Regions from separate parts of the Gossypium hirsutum genome. Here regions 2, 3 and 4 are each linked to region 1. A link is a contact called in public Hi-C data. All regions are on one chromosome and are shown on one strand. Each heading gives the region's core, a stretch centred on a gene start, on an enhancer-like site or on the middle of the called end of the contact. The rest is flanking DNA. Distances are from core to core; before and after follow the strand shown.

The links. A called contact is a pair of places that touch in the nucleus more often than the background predicts.
Region 2: a contact with region 1 is called in a Hi-C map of leaf, with 1.9 times the contacts expected there. The contact joins the promoter of LOC107952906 here to the enhancer-like site in region 1. A contact is called at or near these places in 3 of 34 Hi-C or Micro-C datasets (callus and leaf).
Region 3: a contact with region 1 is called in a Hi-C map of leaf, with 2.3 times the contacts expected there. The contact joins the promoter of LOC107952911 here to the enhancer-like site in region 1. A contact is called at or near these places in 4 of 34 Hi-C or Micro-C datasets (hypocotyl and leaf).
Region 4: a contact with region 1 is called in a Hi-C map of leaf, with 3 times the contacts expected there. The contact joins the promoter of LOC107952909 here to the enhancer-like site in region 1. A contact is called at or near these places in 7 of 34 Hi-C or Micro-C datasets (anther, callus and leaf).

The regions. Positions count from the first base shown.
Region 1 is chrA07:34,619,092-34,622,960 of Gossypium_hirsutum_v2.1, reverse strand. No RefSeq gene overlaps it. Among protein-coding and RNA genes, the nearest start is that of LOC121204425, 4.2 kb to the right of the region's middle. Within about 2 kb of position 2,565, at least 9 of the 9 cell types and tissues checked have an H3K27ac peak or open chromatin away from gene starts, as enhancers often do. A contact at or near this core is called in hypocotyl and leaf, where this site is marked.
Region 2 is chrA07:35,042,232-35,046,014 of Gossypium_hirsutum_v2.1, reverse strand. It overlaps LOC107952906 (proteasome subunit beta type-1), which reads right to left and starts at 2,199. Exons shown (of 7, transcript XM_016888112.2): 1 at 1,962-2,199; 2 at 1,723-1,830; 3 at 933-1,014; 4 at 565-694; 5 at 334-476; 6 at 161-247. The coding sequence starts at 2,008.
Region 3 is chrA07:34,916,235-34,920,012 of Gossypium_hirsutum_v2.1, reverse strand. LOC107952911 (blue copper protein) reads left to right here and starts at 2,087. Exons shown (of 2, transcript XM_016888115.2): 1 at 2,087-2,455; 2 at 2,556-3,342. The coding sequence starts at 2,215. The coding sequence ends at 3,010.
Region 4 is chrA07:34,976,677-34,980,144 of Gossypium_hirsutum_v2.1, reverse strand. It overlaps LOC107952909 (spastin), which reads left to right and starts at 2,077. Exons shown (of 14, transcript XM_016888114.2): 1 at 2,077-2,321; 2 at 2,411-2,714; 3 at 2,811-2,902; 4 at 3,002-3,021; 5 at 3,173-3,401. The coding sequence starts at 2,413.

The DNA of each region.
Region 1 (3,869 bases), core at 1,316-3,815:
TTGCATATGGTCGTGTTGTTTCTAAAACTAAGATTTGATATATGCAGGGCACCAAAAAATATAAATAAATAATATCACGTCAATCTTGTTGATTAGTGAGATTGTGGTGCTGATGATTGATATAGATTGCAGAGAGAAGATAAATGAATAAAGAATACAAAAGAAAATTCTATGGAAAGGACCTCATACCATAAAGTTGGTGGAATGTAATCCAATCTCGATCTTTTTTGGGCAAATGTCAACAAAATATAACCCATATTAATATTTATATATTTCAGCCTCCATCGAGCTAGCCCCTTGCCCAGTTGCCCTCCCTCGATTTGACATCAATTTTCCCAAATTAGCTCACTATCCTAACCCATCCCTTTCAAGTGCAGCGATCGAAGCTTTTTGGCTCTTATGCTTCATTCTCGGTGGAACGAATTCAATTTGTACTACCGTTTATTATTTTGTTGTTTTTAAACTTGTAGAAGCCAATAAAATCCTATACTTTTTACCTACAATAATTAATCATGGTCTAATGATGCCTACATCCAAAGTAGAAAGTGCATCTGCTTGTGCAATTATTTCTTTTGTCCGTACAATATTATAACTACGCAATCGAAGTTCTATGTGATCTGCCCTTGCAACTAATCCCACACACATGTGGTTGGATTTAGTGAGGCGAATTATAATCCAAGTATAGCAATTTTTGGATTATATTTGATCTTTTTACCCAAAATATTATTAGCCCTTATACAACATTAAATGAAGAGTAAAATAGTTTCCTCTTCAAGTTTTGCTGTTAATTGTTTAATTATTTTTGTTTTTTTTATATATAAGCCTTGATAATAAATTTAAATTTCAATTTGATTCTTATCTTTTTCTTTTATTTAAAGTAAATTAACAATTAATTTTTCATCACTAATATGATAATATTTGTCTAAAATAATTTAAATTTTGTAAAAGAAATAAAAGAAAAACATAAATAAGAGTATAATTCCAAAAATTATGAAATCTCTTCAAACTTTTAAACTGTAAAAATTCAAAAAAACTGTAAAAGTATTTCAAAATTTTAATAAAAATTCTTTTTTTAAAAAAAAATAGAAATGCAAAAGAATTTTAGTTTTTAAAAATTTTAAATTTTTTAAATTCCAAAAACTATTAAAAATTAAAAATCTTCAAAAAGAAAGACTTTTTCTGTTACTATCAATAATTTATAGAGTTAATTTTACATTAAAATAGAGATCAAGAATTTTTTTTTATTAATAAAAGACACCAAACTAGTTGCCCTCGGCATCACCTTTGTTGAATAAAGTTTTAAGATTTAGAACGCGATAGATAAGATGCAAAATTCTGGTAATGGTTCGGCTTGCGATCCGTGTGATGTTGGTGATCGGAATACCAAGAAAGTACGTTTCATGGAAGTTGTTGATGAAGAAGAGACTAATATGGTTGTCGATTCTGAACAACAGCCGATGGTGTCTTTTAAAGACAAACTTTTGGGGGGAAAAGTGACCACCTCCGATGGAAATCTTGCAAGGAATCTCGGGAGGAATGAAGGTGATCTAGAAATTCTAGATGGGGATGTCAATGGTTAATGGCATTTTAGCAATTGCTTTTTCGAAGTGCATCAAAGATATATTGTTTAAGGAAATGGAATCGACGGTTATTCTTAAGTTGCTAGAGCGCAACATTGGTTATAACGTGCTTTACAACCGTAAACTAAATCTCTGGAAACTTGCAAAATCTTTTCATCTAATGGACATCACTAATGGTTATTTTTTTTGTTAAATTTCAGGACATGAAGGATTATAACAAAGTCTTAACTCAAGGTCCTTGGATAATTTTTGGGCAATACCTCACTGTATAACCTTGGACGAAATCGTTCAATCCAGCACAGCCTTACCCTAGTGTGGTGTTGGCGTGGATTTGTCTACCGGGACTCCTGGGTTTTATGTACAAAAGACAAATCATTGAAGCTATTGGGAGTTTAATCGGGAAAGTTGTAAAATTGGACTTTCAAACTAACAATAGCACCTGGGGGCGATTTTCCTGTTTGGCCGTGTTCGTCAACCTAGACCGACCACTCATCTCTAAGGTCTTGGTGGATGGGGAAGTTCAACGGGTTGAATACGAATCTCTTCCGACGGTCTGCTTTAACTATGGGAAATATGGGCATGTAAAAGAGCTGTGTCTGTCGGTGGGAGTTGACGCAGTTTTAGAGAGGCCAGAGGCAGTCTTGGAAAGAACGGAGGCTGACGCAGTGGTAGCATCTGATGAAGTTGCCGGAGAGGATGGGGATCACATGATTCTCGAGTTAATGAGGCTGCAAAAATAGGAAAGGACCCGTTGGGATCTCAATTCTCGCCGTTAATCAGGGGAGAGGTCTCAGGCGGTGGCCTTGCTGCAGCTGATGGGGGGTTTGAGAAAGGGAAGGAAGGGAGTCAAGCGGATATGGGGGTATTTCTAAAGAAGATAGTAATTTAATTCAAAGGGGTTTGGGCCATTTAAAGGTGGCAGACTGTGAAGCTAGAATGGATTCGGCTTTAATCAGGCCGGCTTTGGACTCAAGGTCAAGTGGCCCGATGGATTCTGAAACAAGTCAGATTAAGGGATATAGTGGGCCAAGTCAATGGGAAAGAGGGGTGTGGAGTCTAATGATTTATTTCAAAAGAACAAGGACCGAATGAATAATTTTTCTAACTATATTTCTTTTGCACCGTCTGCAGGATTAGAAAATTCAAAGGAGGGAGCGGTGCAAGCTTGTGGGCTATCGAATGCCTTACTTGGAGGACCAAGTGAGGAACGTGCTGAGCAGAAGGGTCCTTTAATGTCTAATGGGTTAATCCTCAATGGTTTGGATAACATAACTTCAAATGGTAAAAATATTATTTTAAATAATCAGTATGCAGGTGGATTTTCTTCTAATATTTTATCTGAGCAGGAAATTGGGAAGGAATATTCGGGTCCTTCAGGTCTTTTGGAGAAAGATTTGGTTCTTAATAACCCCATATTCAAAGGATCCAATGAATCTGTGGTCAAATTAGACGCAAATTTTTTAGATCCAAAACATCATTCAGCTGTCATTATTGTGAATAAAACGCATAAAGGTAACAAGAAAAATATTTTAGTTAGTGCTAATAAATTTTTTTCTGTATCCAGAGGGCACGGATTTGAGATTAAAGTTAGTAACAATTGTGGTGGAGCCTGCCTCAATCGTTCATTCAAGGAAAAATGAGGTAGATTGAAAAATGTTGGAATTGCTCGAATTCCATTGTCAGATGCTACAAGTTCTATGGTTAATCTTGTTAATTCGCAAGTTGGGCCCGGATTGGATGTGATTGGAGGTTGTGTTGAAGGACAGACTGGTGACTTTCGATCCTCTTCTGCATGATTTGGCGATAATTTTTACTTTTTTTTTATAAAAAATTTAATATGAATTTTACTATTTTTTGTTGGAATTGTCAAGGTTGTGCCAGTTTGAAATTCCCTCATATTTTTTGGGAATATAATAGAGAGCATAGGCCTAATTTGGTGGACATTTTAGAAACGAGGGTAAATGGGCCTAAAGCTGATTCTATTATTGCTAAGCTTGGTTTTGATTTTTCGCATCAAGTGGAGGCTGTGGGTTTCTCGGAGGGTATTTAGATAGGTTGGAAGGACTCCATTTCTGTTGATATCTTGGGTAACCATTCCCAATTTATTCTACTTAGAATTTCTGGTAAGTTTTATCGACAACTGATTTTGGTCACTTTTGTTTACGGCAGTCCTAATGGTCAAAAGTGGAAGCAGTTACAGGATGCTCTGAAATATATTGTGCCGAGGATGGGTCTCCGTGGTTAGCATTGGTGATTTCAACGCTATTCTTACTTCGTGCGAAAAAAGAG
Region 2 (3,783 bases), core at 950-3,449, 420 kb before region 1:
CTGAAATCTAGCAATTATAAGAAAGATAGCAATACAAGAAGACATAAGGAGATATAATAAATTAGAAGCAGACTTGGTTCGATAGACACTAATCAATATCTGCTGTTCCCAGAAATAAAAGACTTCCATCTTTATATGAACTAAATAAAATAAAACTCACGGTGTATATATCTCTTTCGGATGCCAAAGCAAAAACAGTTTTTACTAAATCAATAGCTTCAGCTTCTGCAAGTGGAGTAACAGCATCCTGAAACAAACAACAGTTTTGAGATATATATATATATGGCATAAGGTAAATGAATCAGACATAAAATAATCAAAAGTAGGAGCAGCCTGGGCAGGCAACAGAAGCGGGCTTGGAGATTTCAGTTGGTTATCCAAGAAAGGCATGATAAGTGTTGAACCAGATCCTTGAGAGCTGTATCCAACTTTCTCATAGGAACCAACAGCATCATATGTGAAGACACAACCCTTTCCTAATTGGTTTAACATGAGACTATTCAATTCCTATTCATATTAGAATGGAAGGCTTAAAACTAGCAACTAAGGCTCAAGGCAGATTACCTTCATTATCGAGACCACCCAAAACATTAAAAGAATAATAAGGAAAGAAGCGCTTGTAATAAAGGGTGTTGGACAGCAGTTGGGCCATTGCCGGGCAGCTCATTTGCTTGTTGTGCTGATGCTGATAAATCTGAATTTTGAGAAGCACCATCAAAATTATATATTTATTATATCAGCTGCAGAAGATGTTTACCAGTACTACTGATCATGATCTTGTCCTTAAATTTCTAATCTACGTCAAAATCTAAAAAGAACACCTGTCTTTTGAAATTATTGTAGTACACTTGTTTAGGCAAAAAAGAAAGTGAAGCTAACATTCAAACTCAAAACAAATGTTCCATCATATTCCCCGAAAATTGAAAGCTTACCAAGTGCCTAGCTGCCAGATGCTTTTGTAAAGCCTTCACGTCAGCTTGAAATCCTGAGGATGCCATAACGCATTTATCTGCTCTGCAATGTAAAAGTAAAAGGCACTGATTAGAAACTGAAAAGAAGAAAGACAGAAAAAAGCAGAAAAAAATTTCAAGTCAAGTTATTTCTATTAACACTTAAAATTCACCAACTAAAGTGCCATTGTTTAAATATTTACCATTCTCTTCCAAATATGAATACAGCAGATCATAGTCCATTCTTATCCTTTTCTTTACTAAACTATTTTGTCATGAAAACAAGTATCTTCCTTCCCTCTACAGTTCCATAGCAATAAAAATATCACTCAAATAGCCATCATCAAACATATGACCATCGCTAGCCGGAAAACAAGCGAATTCTATACCTTTCCTTTAACTGTAAAATCAATTATAGCGTCCTTTCTTTTCAACCGTTGGAGGCAAAAGTACCTTTAAACATCCCTTGGACAACAAACATTTTTAGCAAATTTCAAAAATTTCTTAGTTTCTAACCAAGAATCGGCCTTCTATTCAACGCAGCTAACCAGTAATTAAAAATTAAAACTTGACATTCCTGTTAATTAGGACTTTAAAAATTCTTATGCAAGAAAAATAAATGCCTCTTTAAAAAAAATAAAAAAAAAATCATAGGCTATCACCTTCAGAATAAATTATTAGATACCTTCCACATCAATGTTCTATTACTTTCAGAAATTTTTCTAGTTCATTTTTCCATGTAAAAATCAAGAGATTGCACTCAACAACTTACAATTTACAGATTTTTGAGTAGTCACGGGTGAGAATATTGTAACCCGTCGACATCCGAGTATCAGCAGCGATTACACAGTAATCGGCGCCGGCAACTGCAACGCAAGATCTGCAAATTACATCCAAAAAAAGAAAAGCATAACATTAACATCAATAAATAACGAAACCAAATTGAAAAAAGAAGAAGAAGAAGAAGAAGAAGAAGCGTGATTTATAGGTTGAGAGGAAAAAAGAAAGTACCCTCCATTGTTGTCGTAAGGTGACCAGTTAGCTTGCTCCTTAGGCATGGTGAAAGAGTAAAGGTCGACCGAAGAGAAAATAAAGACTGCACAATTTGAGAGAACTTTTATTCCGCAGATTTATTTTTGGCTTCGCGAACAAGAAATTTTTTTTTTTTTCAAAAAAGAACTTTTAGGGGTTTGGATCGGGTTTTAGGCCCATAGAGCCTAAACCCAAGCCATTTCGACCTGACACTATCATATTCGGACGCTTGTGAAAATGCTCAATAAAAGAGATTTTTTTTTTCTTTTGGTTGAAAAGAAATTCAATTAAGAGGTAGTTTTTTTTTTCGGTTGAAAAATAGTTTTCAAAAGAGCTTTTCAAAAGTGAGATAGAAAAGTTTTGTGAAAAAGTATTGTTTATTAAATTTTAGTCTTCTTTATTGTTGTCAAAAATTTTGGTTGAAGGTTAAAATGTTTTTTTTTAACATCATAGTAGAAAGTTAAAAATTAGTTTAGTAATATGATGTTTAAATAATTCAATATAAAGATACATAAAGTATAATTTTTAAACACTTTTTAAGTAATTAATATAAATTATTTGTAATATTAATGATGTATAAAATATTTTAAAAACTTAAACATAATATTAAACTATTTAAATAATTTAATATAACAATAAATGAAATATTTAAATAATTTAATATAATGATACATAAATTATAATTTAATTTATTTTTTTATATACTTTTTGCTTCCAAACGCAAAAGTCAAAATCACCTAAATCTCAGCTTTTGTGTTTGACTTTTCCACCACAATTTTGACTCCAAAAGCTAATTGTTCTTTATTGCTTTTGTGGAAATATGCCTCGCATTTCGATCAAAACAGTCAGTGACATTGCAACAAGGGAAGACTCATCGTCCCGATGAGTAGCCCACGTCACGATGAGAAGAAGACTTTTCTCCCGACGACACAATCATTCTTCGTCCCGACAATGCAAAAGCCACATCACGATGTGACGACGTGTTCCTCAAGTTTCTCAATTTTCTTCTCTCAATTAAACTTTGTTTTAGTTTTCCACTTAAATTCTGATTAACTTAGGGATATTCTAGTCATAAATATTACGAATTTTAACCTATAAATAGGCCTTAGTTACTATAAGTTTAAACAATATAAAAAATTACGGATTAAGAGAATTATATGTTTTGAGTTTGAAAGATTTTTTCAGGGTTTCTAGTTTTTTTCTTTTGATTCTCTGCATCTTTGTACTCATTTTATATATTAGTGAAATCTCTTTTTGCCCATGGTTTTTTAATCCTCTTTTAAGGATTTTTTTCACGTAAAATTTGTGTTCAACTTTTTAATTTTTTTGTTTATTTTACTTGTTCATTGCTTAAACAAGTTTGTCCCCAACAAACTTGTAACACTCAGTTTTGGCGGGTCCTAAGTTCTAGTGAGTAGGCTGGGAGTAATCTGTGAAAAGCGACTCTATCCGCCCAATTGTTGTTCTTGATGTATAGAGCGCATATTAGACGTTAGAATATTATGTAAGGATTGAATTTAGAATGTGTTGAGTTGCAAGAAGAAAATAGATTGGTAAGAGTATTGAGAATTTTTGGTTAATTAGGTTATCGCCGGAAGTATTATACTCCAAGTTCATTAAGTTACTGTGCTAGTTACGTTATAAACGATTTGGCTAGAAATTAATAGAATAGATGAACCAAGTGTATAAATTTATTGAATTTTCATATAGGTTCTCTCTATAGCTGTAAACTATTTATAAATGTAGTTTTGGAAGTTTGTGACACGTGTCAAGTTCCAATAGAGACTTAAGTTATATTTAT
Region 3 (3,778 bases), core at 838-3,337, 300 kb before region 1:
AGATTAGATTTAGTCTAAAGATTAGGACTTAGAATCCCTTGCATTGGAATCTTGCTATTATTTGTCATGTTATCTTTAGATACCTTTGCCATGATATATTTTATGCTTTTATTTAAAGTTTAACTTCAACAAAAATGTCATAGTTTCTCCCTCACATCACATATATTGATATCCATTATATGATTACGTGCTATGTTATTAAATATATTGATATCCATTATATGATTACGTGCTATGTTATTAAATGGATGTCTTTGTCATGTCTTATGCTTTAGAAAATCTTCACTTTATTGAACATGGTGAAATTGCATGATGCTAAGTCTACTTATTGAGTGAAATCTCTCTTGCTTGTCTATATGTTATGCCTTGTATGAATTTCTCATTCTTATGCTCTTCATAATCGATATCATTGTAGCTTTGATGAGCTTTTGATATCCACATTTTAGGTATTGTTGTGTTTTACATTTCTTATTTTATTAATTAACAATTGTTATCTAGAAAAGAGAAGAAAATCATTAGGATATGCATCTAGTAAGAGGGAGTACTAGAAATAGGAATTGCTTATGACCTTATTGAATTATCCTTAGCATGCAATTCTTTGATTCTTAATCCATATCTTGTTCACATTTCTTATTAACAATTGGTATCGTTGTTTAAGTATCAATTGGTATATTTCATTAGACATGAATTTAGGTAAAAATTTATGCAATTAGGACTAATTCATATGATCCTCAGAAATTTTGCATAAAATGTTCTTTATAAATTGATTTCAAGTATGCTTCTTTTCCATTTCATTGTTTGCTTCTAAGAATACAATTGACATGTTCTTCATATGAATATATTATAACTCATTGTGTTCTCGCGTTAATCTTTATTTTTCGTATGCTTTTATTTTCAAAATATTTTTATAATTGGTATCATGCTTCATTATTTTGATTGCTTTTTGAAAAAAAAAAGGGAGAAAAACATGAAATTTGCATATACATAGGTTTTACCATATATTTATCTTCTATATATTTATTATTTATGCAAACGAATTAATGTTTATTCATGTATACTTATTGATACATTCACATTTATAAGTAGTAGATTTATTTATTGAATTTTATGGATGCTTATTTTTCTTTAAATGCATGACATTTATAAGTCTTGGATTTATTTATTGAATTTCATGTATGTTTATTTGACATATCTATTTTTGAAATTTGATGTTATTGTTTAAGTGTTTGTGTTTAAAATTTTTTTAAGAATATTTTATTAAGGGGTGTTATGTTTTTTATTATTTTTATTTTCAAAAAATGATTAATAATTTTTTATATAAAAATTAAAAATTTTACTGGATATCTAACTAAAATTTATTATTTTTATTTTACTTAGGAATACAATTAAATTTACTAAAATTTAAGAGAAGAAATTATTATAGAGAATTGATTTAATAAATAATATATCATATATTTTATTGATGTTATTGTTATAGATAAAAAAAACTATTATAAAAAATAAAACATAAAAAATAAAAAATTGATTATGAACAAATTAATTGTTATAATAAAATAGAATAACTATCGAAAGAACTAGTTGGTTATGCTTATGATAGGTTTAGGAATGATATAAAGAATTTTTTATTAGTCCTTATATTTTGTGAAAGTTGTGGGTTTAGTTCATGTATTTTAAATTGGTTATTTTTAGTGTTAATACTTTTCAAATTTTAAAATTTCAATCCTCACCAAATAGTAATGGTTAAGTTTCTTAAGTTAAGTTATGTTATTTTCAAAATCTGATCCAACAAAGATATTATCATATAATTATTGTGTTAATACTAAAATTTAAAAATTCGAAAAGTATAAGACTTAAAAATGATTTAACCAAAAGGATAGTATATGACTAGTAATTGGATTTAACCAAATGGATTTAAATATTATTATTTAGGGTTAGCACTAAAATTGATCAATTCAAAAAGTATAGAAACTAAAATTGATCAAATTAAAGTAAAATGATTAAATCTATAACGTTTTCAAAGTATATGGACTAATAGCAGAATTTAACCTAGTATAAAACCCTTCAAGGAGAAAAAATAGTATAGGAAAACGAACAACGACAAAGTAAAGTTATAGGCTCATATACCCAGCCTCTTTCACGTGGCTTACCACGTTCCTTCCACTATCGTTAACTACCAATTTTATTAATACCTTTGAAAAACCCGCCGCTCGAGCTATGATTAATGATCAGATCAGACGCCCACATTCACATTCAGCGGCACTCATGGGTTCCAACACCAAACTCATTCTAGCGCTGCTAGGCCTCCTCATCACCACCGCTACCGTCGCAACCGGTTACACCAACCACACCGTTGGCGGTGATGCTGGCTGGTTCTTTCATTCTAAAACTAACACATCCGCCACCAATTACACGTCCTGGGCTGCTAATCAGACTTTCAGTCTCGGCGACTATCTCAGTAAGATCCAAAAGCTTTAATAATTCTTTAGCATCCATTATTTATTCCATTCGCCATTTTTGACTTTTCCTTTTCCTTTTTTCTCATTAATTGTTTATAGTATTTAGGACCACCACAAATCAGACGGTGATCCAGACGTACAATGAAACGACTTATCGTAATTGTACTACGGACGATGCTTCAGACACCGATACCTTCCAATACAACGGCGGGAACACAGACTTTGATCAATCCTTGACCATTGAAGTGCCGTTGACTATTGAGGGCGCAAACTACTACTTCTCCGACGCTGGCGATGGTGTCCAATGTCAGCGTGGCATGGCATTCAAGATCCTCGTTCGGCACGGCAATGGGTTGCCTCCCAGCCTCAACCAGCCTCCGCCTCCTTCCTACGTCGAGGCTCCGAGTGACCCAGCTCAGTCTCCGCCGGTCACGATTAACGGCGAGTCACCGTCGTTGAATAACAAAGCCGCGGTCGGCGGTGCGAACACAGGAGTGATGCTATGTTTACTTCTCTTTGGTGTTACAAGTTCGTTGATGACTATGATGTGGTAGAGTGAAGGGTAGGGTAGGGAGAAGAGTGGCATTTTAGAATCTTCAAGGTGTTTTAGTCTGGTTATCCAACGGAAGGCATCAGTTCTATTACGTTTTAGTACTTTTTTTATTGATACAGTTCAAACAGCAATGAATCATATCATATACCGTTGATTAAATGTTTACTTTTCATTTCCAGAAGACAACCGTTGAGAATACAATTCACATTTAGAAAGAAATATATCACATAATCTCGCATTAGGCAGTGTTGATAAGTTGAAATTCGATCATCATAGCTTGTTCAAAGGTATTTATGAATTGGAACAAATCTAAATAAAAAATTATTTATTTAAGTACATTTATTTGGTAATTTTAATTTATTATTTTCTATATACTAAAATTTTATAATTAGATTGAAAAAAAAATGGAGAGATTCAACCGTATGCAATTCTGTTTAGAAGCCTATTTACGGGTAAATGCTCGTCACAACTTTATCTTCTTCTTTTTTTGTCTTTTTTTTTCATTTAATTCTTATTCACATTGTCGGCTAATTTGTGTGAGATTCTAATTAGTTTTTTTAAGAAAATTTGAAATATCTTACAAAAAAATTTGAGACCATCAAACGGTATGCATGTGGCCCACTGCAGAAACCTCGGTGAAATGGCTTGTGGACTATCCGTAATCTACCCTCTGCAACTCACCCTTCAAGATGCACCATTCAGAGAACCATCTGGGCAAATTTGTTGCCTTTATAGTCTAAGACAAAGGTGACAGAGCAAGACAATCTGC
Region 4 (3,468 bases), core at 828-3,327, 360 kb before region 1:
AAAAAATTACGAAAATAAACCAAATTGTTGAAAATTTACGAGAATGGGCCGATTTTGATAAAACGCTTCCATCTAGAGAAATCTCATAAAAAATACTTCCAGCTAGACACGTTTTCAGCATATTGACAGAAAAACACTTAAAACTAGAAGCACTTTTCGCCACATCAGCACTAAAAGTGGCAACACCATTTTTTTTGTGCCACCTATTAATATAGAAATAAAACTTATAAAACATGTCTTTATATAGACTCAAAGTCTCATTTTTCTTGTTTTCTTAAGCAATGTGAGATGAGATATATGTTTATATAAATTCATGAATAAGTTTGTAACTTGTTCTTAAACAATATGGGATATAAACATATGTATAACTAGTGATTCAATAAGAACATAAAATAATAACTCAGTTTTGCTAATATGACAAACAAGTCCTAATATTTTTTTCCAGCAAAAGGACATAGCAAATAGTGAAAAGCATATAATCATATGTAAACAAAACAAGGTAAATGAATTGAAGGAGGGATATAAAACAAAACAAATAATAGATGTCAGAAAATTTTCATACATAGCCTACAGATATTAAGCAAAAACAACAGCAATATTTTACAAATTTAAAAGAATATATATATATAACTCAAAATGACGAATATATATACACACAAAAGTTGGGGGGAGGGAAACTTACTAATACTCAATCGATTCTTTGTATCTGTAAGTTCCAGACACTTTTTGATCAGCATAGGAGGGAGTATCACCTCATTTTAATTTTTTGTGTGCAGAACATACATACATACATACATACATAAATACATACATACATCTACAATCAAGTTATACTTGAAAATCTAAATGAAATGACTCACCAATTTGTATCAAATTAAAACGATCTTGAAACGTCAATATAACATTCATGCGATTATTATCATATGCATGTGATTACATTACAAATCTAAATCCATACATCAACATGAAAGTGTTATAATATTAAAACGCACACTAATAAGAGTGAAAGAAACAAGTCACTAATACTATTAACTCTTTTTCCAAGATATTGCAACTACCAAAAGGATCACATAGTATATAGTACTATATACACATATCTTTAAACAAAATATGACTCAACGGTCCCCAAAATATTAGATTAAAGTTTTGTATATAACACTATATTAATTATATTTATATAACGTATTTTAATAAAATAAATTTAATGTTAAAACTAAATTTCTATATCAAATTATTAAACAATAAAATGATGTGAATACAATATTAATGCATGTGTTCATATCTATATAAATGAATTATTAATGTATAGAATATATAAAAATTTGTAATACTCTAAACGAATAAAAAATAATATTATGAATTGACATTATGAATAAAATTGTAATGATTTTCAACACATCACTTTAAATAAACTTTATTCACAATAAATCATAATAATAAATTATGCAAAATATAAATACAACTATCAACATGTAAAAGTTTTCTAAAAGGAAACTAAAACATAGAAGGAAAATATTTGTTACATCAATAAAATTTTTAAACTTTATAAGTAAAAAAATTATAAAATATAGTGTAACCTTTAATTTTATGTTATTAGTTAAAAGAGGAAGCAATCCTACATTGTCTAGGAATAAACTGCAAACCTATTCATAATTTTATATATACATATATCTCATATCCTATATTGCTTAAAGAAAAAAAGGAAGTGAGACTTTAGGTCTATATAAAAATCTATTTTATAAGTTTTTTTTCCTCATTAATATGTGGCACAAAAAAGAAAAATTGGTGTTGTCCCTTTTAGAGTTGTAAAAAATAATTACGTGACCTCCAGTATGGAAATGCTTTCTATTAGTTTTAATGAAATTATAATAAATTTTTAGCCCATTTAAACGTTGAAGTGTGTCAGAGTTAAAGGCTGCCTTAAGCCCGGTCAAGTCTAGACAGACCGTCTGCATCTTTAAGGTCCGTCATTTTATTTAAAGTGAGCCGAGAAGTGTACAAATTGGATTGGGTTTTTAAGACCCATCTTTAAGATCAACAGTGAAACGACGTCGCCTGTTGGGCTCAAAGTGTAAAATGCCCATCTTCTTTCTCTCACTGCAGGCTATCTATCCGACGGAATTGAAAGTTTCCGGAGGGAGAACCATCAGAAGAACGCAACTGGTTTCTCTTTTCTGTTTTCCCCCTCTCTCGTTCTCGCCAACTAATTTCGGAAATTTCCTTTTCTTTTGAAAACGATTGCTTCCTTTTTTTTTCCCCTAAAATTTGATCTAAGCGATGAACTTTTTTACTCGGGAAATTCCCCCATTTTATCATAAATGGTTAGCCAAATTGCTCTTCATCTTTAAAATATCTTGATTGCTTTCTTCGAGGATTGATCTATTTCTTCTTTTTCTTTCTGTTTTTGTAGATATGAGTTTCATCAAAGACATAATCGACTCTCTAAGCTCAATCATCTCAACCGATAGCACGCCATATGAATCAACGCAAAACCCTAGTTCTTCCACGTGTCAGAACATGGAGGGAATAGCTGGAAACGAACGCACCGCGTATAAGCTCAAAGGATACTTCGATTTGGCCAAAGGAGAGATCGACAAAGCAGTTCGAGCGGAAGAATGGGGTTTAGTAGACGACGCCCTGATTCACTATAAAAATGCACAGCGAATTCTGATCGAGGCTAGCTCCACTGCCACACCTTCATATATCGGCTCTAGGTATTTCAACAATTATCTTTGCATTTTGCTTTTGCTAATTGCCTGATCATTTGGTGTTGATGGATTATAAATTTGACTCCTCATATTTTGTGATAGTGAACAAGAAAAGGTGAAATCGTATAGGCAAAAGATATCGAAATGGCAAGGTCAAGTATCTGAGAGACTACAGGTTTTAAGTCGCCGATCAGGTTATTAGTAGTGTTCTGAATATTTATCATGTTAAGTGATTTTACAATAATTAAAATACATACTCATTTCGTTTATTATTATTTTTCTATCTTCTTTAGGTAGCACATCCGCGAACAAGGTATGGCTTTCTCAGTCTTATGTTAGTTAAATGTAAACTTAACCATGTTTATTAGATGGCAACTGCGTTATGCGGTTGTTAGTTACTGAGATTGATTATTGTCTTACAGTGTTCCCATTCTTTTATTATATAATGTTATACATATTTGCAGAACACCTTAACTCATGCACAAACTGCTGCAGTTTCACCAAGAGCATCAAATTCTAGGAGAGATGTGTTACAAAAGTCTCCTCGTAACCCGGTGGTGAGAAATCAGGTTGATAAAGTTGGGAGTTCGAAATTTTCTCAAGAATCTGGTAATGGTTATGAGTCGAAGTTGGTTGAAATGATCAATACAGCAATAGTTGATAGAAGCCCTGCTGTTAAATGGGATGATGTTGGTAAGATACTGCATATGTTTTTCCCTTGGTGGTTTTGCTTTCTAATGCTTACCTTTTTCTTTCTTTC